2 separate regions of the Mus musculus genome follow, and region 1 is linked to region 2. A link is a contact called in public HiChIP or PLAC-seq data. All regions are on one chromosome and are shown on one strand. Each heading gives the region's core, a stretch centred on a gene start, on an enhancer-like site or on the middle of the called end of the contact. The rest is flanking DNA. Distances are from core to core; before and after follow the strand shown. Region 1 overlaps Tgfbr3 (transforming growth factor, beta receptor III). Region 2 overlaps Gm33474 (a long non-coding RNA gene).

Region 1 (2,700 bases), core at 50-2,549, 210 kb after region 2:
ACACATATAATACGCTATCAATCAAAAAATATCAGCTATTTTGATCACTACCCCATTCTCTTTGAGGTCTTCTTGCTGATAACTGAAAAGATCGGAGTGTGGTCGGTCATTCATGTAATTCTTAGCTCCTGCCCAACAAGTTTTGTGTATTGCCACAGGGAGAAAGAAGTCAAGGTCAAGGGAGAACAAAGTTACCAGCAATGCTGACAAGTTAGAAAACTTATTTGAAAGCCACGAAATTTACTTCAGCTAACCCCTGGAAGCCTCGCCTTTCTCTCACCATCAGATAAATGGAAATGTCTGTTTGCTTAAGAACTCGACAACAACACTGAGAGTTTGTCTCCCGTTTTTCCTCTTCAAAAATTAGATTTCCTAAATGGGTTAATAAGCTGGAGAGTTTGTTTCCAGGTTTTTTTCTTCAAAAATTAGATTTCCTAAACGGGTTAATAAAGAGAAATCTCCCTGAAAGAATATACCATTTCAACGAACACCAACAGAAATCTTACTAAAGCAAAGACCCATAAGGAGCACTGAGAAGATGGTTTACAGGAGGATTTTTATGGAGCAAATAACCACAGGCAGCCCAGGGCGCGCGTCACCTCTGCTCACATCTGTGCAGGGCCTGTGGGGCTGCGCTGCAATAATCCAGGAGCTTACACCAGTCCTGAAGGAACCATGGAAAGAAAGGCAAATGGCCCTATTAAAAATACGGCCTGCAAATTGCTGACAAGAATATTGGGCAATTATATAATTATTATATAATCGAGCCAAGCTAAACAGTTTGATGCCCAAAGGCAACCACAGCAAGTTCACTCCGGATCTCGAGACATCTCCGAGGAAGTGCAGGACAAGTTGAGACTCCACACAGCTGTGGTGAACAAAGAAGGAGCTTCTTTGAGCTGAAGCCCCTCTTTATGAGAACGTGTTCGAAAAGAAAGCAAACTGCGAGGGTTTTTTTTTTTTTTTTTTTGTCTAATCTCCCCAGTGTGCTGACAGAGTTCTAGGGCCTGGGAGGACAGGAAGGGAATCCCAGGGGTCCCACCTGGCTGATGTCCAGCCAAGACTACAGACCAGAGCTGTGGCATGACTCAGGAATCCAGCCCCTCAGCTGAATGCTGGGTGGAGCCAGGCCTCCATAATTGTGTACCTCTGAAATAAAACCAGAAAACACCAACTCCTCTTTCAGGTGAGGTTCTGTCATAGTCACTTAGCTGCTGACCCGCCTTGACATCATGAAATCTCTTTGGGCTCATGAGCTGTGTGAGTGCGTAAGTAGAACCACTGAGACCCTGGAACAATCTGGAGGCGACTGCAGAGTGATCTCTTTGCTCGCCACCCAAAGCTTCACAGCAGTGTGCTCCACTGCTGGGGATGGGAGCCTTTAGCACCACAAATTAGCAGAAGAAAACAGGGGGGGGGGGGCACTCACAGGTTAAAAACAAAGAAGAATGTGCCGCTTGCTAAGTCTGTTGATTTCGGAGCATGCTGTGTTTACTTCTGAGACCATTAATCAGAGCTGGCTGCTGCACATTCCTGAGAACCAGCAAAGCATTTGGGTAAATACAGGGATTAGCTGAGGAAAGCCTGCTCAACCAAATCCTTGACAGCACCACGAATCTAGACCCACGCTCCAAAGGAGCTACTTAGAAAAGCCTAGACTAAGGAAGGAATGTGTGTGTGTGTGCGTGTTTGTGTCTATCTGTGTGTGTTTGTGTGTCCGTCTGTGTGGTGTGTGTCTGTCTCTGTGTATCTGTGTGTGTGTGTGTGTGTATATTTGTGTGTGTGATGTGTGTATGTCCCTCCGTGTGTGTGTGTGTGTGTGTGTGTGTGTGTGTGTGTGTGTGGTATGTCTCTGTCCGTGTGTGGTGTGTGAGCATCTGTCAATTTGTGTGTGTGGTGTGTGTGTGTGTGTGTGTGTATCTGGTATATGTATATGTGTGTGTCTATGTATATTTGTGTGTGTATATTTATCCATCTGTGTGTGTGTGGTGTGTATGTGTTTGTCTGTGTGTATCGTTGTATATGTGTCTCTATATATAATATATTATATATATTTGTGTGTGTACATGTGTGTATGTTCCTCTGTGTGTGTGGTGTGTCTCTGTCTGTGTGTGGTATGTGTGCATCTGTCAATCTGTGTGTGTGGTGTGTGTCTGTATGTGTATCTGTGTATGTATATGTATGTGTCTATGTACATTTGTGTGGGTGTATGGGGGCATGTATGACACCATGTACATGTATGTACATGTGTGTACATGTGCATTGGGCAGCCCATGCAGATGTCAGAAAACAACTTTGTGAAGTCCTTTCTCTTCCAGCTCTGAGTCAGTTTAAGAATCTAACTCAGTCATCAGGTGTAGGCTATGCACAGCAAGCACATTTACTGTTAGACCATCTTGATGGCCCGGAAGATTTTGTTTGTTTGTTTTAATGAAGGGAAAACATTGTTTTTAGAGGGAAATGTGGCAAAATGGATGTCTGGTAGCCAGGAAGAAAAAAATGTGCTAGCTATTCTTAAGATGGCTAAGTACAGGACACCTTTCAAAGTGAGACATAATTCACAATTAACTTGTAACTGTTCAGTTACTCAGTTAAGAAAGGCAGTCTTAAGCCGGGTGTGGTGGCACACGCCTTTAATCCCAGCACTTGGGAGGCAGAGGCAGGCGGATTTCTGAGTTCGAGGCCAGCCTGGTCTACAAA
Region 2 (2,745 bases), core at 65-2,564:
AGCTTTATACAAACAGAGATTGAGAGCTAAGGCAAGGGGTAGCCTGAGGGACTTAGGGGACACAGCTGGGAGAAGATAGCCCCTAATCAACATCTTAACTGGGAGCCCAGAGACCCCTAAGCTCCACCCACAGAACAAGCCACACCCCTGTCTCTCAGTTTCCCCATCTCTGAATTGAGAATGGCTGCAGCCTGCATCCCTCTTGTGTGAGATACTACAGCTTAACCACATTCACTGGGAAGTTGTCACACACACACTCACCATGTTCCAGCCCTTCCCTCTGACCAACTCCAGCATTGACAAGCATCCTTTCCCAGTGTAGTTATGTTTCAAGAACTTGACTTGATCCATGCAGTAAGCAAACCAACACGAAAGCCCATGTTACATTAAAATTTTGTTAAATTAAACTTTGTATATTGGAGCTTAGTGAGGAGAACTCAAGGTAGGAAAGCAAACAAGGAAGAGAATGTGGAGGAGAGGCCAGAGCTGAGGCACAGAATAACAAAGGCTTACAGACACTCACTTAGGGCACTGCCGAGGAAGAACACACAGTGTGGACAAACATCAGAGGGGGTTTGTTTGTTTGTTTGTTTGTTTTCTTGCTTTAGAAATTGGGCTCTTACCAGGAAAGATTTGTGGTTGCAGATTATTCTTCATTCATTTATTCATTTATTTGCATTTCAATATTCATATCTTACTCTGTTGCTTGAGTACTGACAGAAGCACAGGGCAGAAGTTTCTAAGACTTGGCCTAAAAGATTTTTCCATTAAAAGATAACCTGGCCCAGAGGTGCCAGAAAACCTGGGTACAAGCCTTCCATTTTCCAGCTCTGCAACACTGGACAAGTTATTCAACTTCTCTGGCCTTCATCACCCTTGCTTAGAGAATAGGAACAATGATATCATTCTTTCCTTTATCCTTGATGGGGAATAAATTATTTAAGAAAGTATTTAGAACAGAGCCTGCTACATCGTAATTGCCCCAATAAATGCCAGCCATGATTAAGAAGGGAGTTTCCAAGAAAGACAATGGTCTCATCTTCCAACATTAATGGCTCATGCTCTGCATCATCGTAGTTAACTATTTTGCTTTTTCCTTACATGTGTGATGATCTGTTTGCTTACTTTTAACATTTATCATGTTCAGCTCCCATTTTACAAATCCTTCTCAAATAGGCAAAAAAGGCAACACCCAAAAATCCAACACTTTAGCACCCTCCACCCAAGATCTGAGTTTAATCTGATCAGTGCTGCAAGCTGCACATTCCTGTCATACTTGAAGGTGTGTGGCAGGGTGTGACACTATTGCAGGACTCCAAGCAGGGTCTCAAGTCATTGCCCTGGCTCCCTGGAGCTTTGCAAGTGAGTGGGACCAGTCCCTTAGTTCACCATCGCTGCACAGCCCCGGGTACTCCCTAGCCCACTGCTGTAGACAGAGCCTCTGCAAGCACGGCTGGTCATGTCACAAGACTAAGGACGTGCCTGCAGGGATCTGAAGAGACAAACAGATGGAGTTGGTTTTAGGGTTCCACCCACTCCTTACTGTGTGGGTGTTGGTGACCTCAGAGTAGAGATGACCTAGAGAGCCTTGGATCTCATGAGTTGAAATAGCCCTTGTGAGGCGCACCCCTTTAATCCCAGCACTCGGGAGGCAGAGGCAGATGGATTTCTGAGTTCGAGGCCAGCCTGGTCTACAGAGTGAGTTCTAGGACAGCCAGAGCTACACAGAGAAACCCTGTCTGGGGGGGGGGGGGAAGGAATAGCCTTGTATGGATGGGGATCAGGAAGGACCTGTGACCCAGTGAAACTCTCCTCCCTGGGGTTCCAGGAGGTCAATCTCCACCAAGCAGCTCACCTGTCCTGGATATACATGACCTCTTCAGTCTATTCCCTGTATTCTCAATATAGAAACAGACAGAAGGAACCAGGGAACATGGAAGGTAGCCCTCCCTCAGGAGCCAAGTAATTGTTCCACAGAGTGTGCGGCGAAGGAGCCAGGCCACTGCTGGTGTGGCTCTGACTCCCTGGAGATGGTCAGAAGCATGGAGATGTCTCCGTAGTGGCCCATAGTCAACACAGCACGTTGTGGAGACCTCCAGGCTGACTTCACAGAGGTAACCCTGTCTGGGAATGGGGATGTGGTTGAGTGGTTGACATATGCCTGGCTTTATCTAACCAGGCCCACTTCTGAAGCCCTTCCCCTTTAGACACCTCACAAGTAGGGCTCAACTGTGACACATGACCACATTGGGTGAGTCCCCTTGGAGCTACGTAGCCTAGAGTCTAATTACCAAGACAATCAAATAGAGCTTCTCTTATTTGCTGTGCCCACAAATATTGACATAGCCTCTACTCTCAGTCATGCATTATAATAACTACACGATTACAGCAACACCTAACATGTATCATTTGCTAATATATGACTGGTACGAGAAAGAAGACAGAAGCAAGAGATGATGTCAGGAGAGGGAGAATAATATACTGTTTCACATGCTTTCTCATTGTGTCCTCACCAGAGTTTTGTTTTGGGGGAGGGGTTTGTTTGTTTGTTTTAAGATCTGTGTGTGTGTGTGTGTGTGTGTGTGTGTGTGTGTTTGTGCATGTGAACATATGAGTGTAGGTGCTTACAGAGGCCAGAATAGGGAGGTGTAGAGCCTCTGGAACTGGACTTACAGGTGGTTGGAACCACCTGATGTGGGCAATAGGATCTGAACTCAAGTCTTCAGCAAGCATTCTTAACCCCGA

Evidence for each region. HiChIP or PLAC-seq counts read pairs in DNA pulled down with a chosen protein or histone mark.
Region 1: an H3K27ac HiChIP or PLAC-seq map of extraembryonic endoderm stem cells shows a contact between it and region 2, with 4 times the contacts expected there. The contact joins two enhancer-like sites. A contact is called at or near these places in 4 of 115 datasets of contacts at active chromatin or transcription factors (T-cell acute lymphoblastic leukemia, epiblast stem cells, extraembryonic endoderm stem cells and 1 more) and 1 of 9 other capture datasets (embryonic stem cells).

Annotation. Positions count from the first base shown.
Region 1 is chr5:107,267,567-107,270,266 of GRCm38.p6, forward strand. All of the region lies in intron 1 of Tgfbr3 (transforming growth factor, beta receptor III), which reads right to left. Among named protein-coding and RNA genes, the nearest start is that of Tgfbr3, 21 kb to the right of the region's middle. Within about 2 kb of position 1,300, at least 108 of the 459 cell types and tissues checked have an H3K27ac peak or open chromatin away from gene starts, as enhancers often do. A contact at or near this core is called in extraembryonic endoderm stem cells, where this site is marked.
Region 2 is chr5:107,057,482-107,060,226 of GRCm38.p6, forward strand. All of the region lies in intron 3 of Gm33474 (a long non-coding RNA gene), which reads left to right. Among named protein-coding and RNA genes, the nearest start is that of Gm33474, 10 kb to the left of the region's middle. Within about 2 kb of position 1,315, at least 25 of the 459 cell types and tissues checked have an H3K27ac peak or open chromatin away from gene starts, as enhancers often do. A contact at or near this core is called in extraembryonic endoderm stem cells, where this site is marked.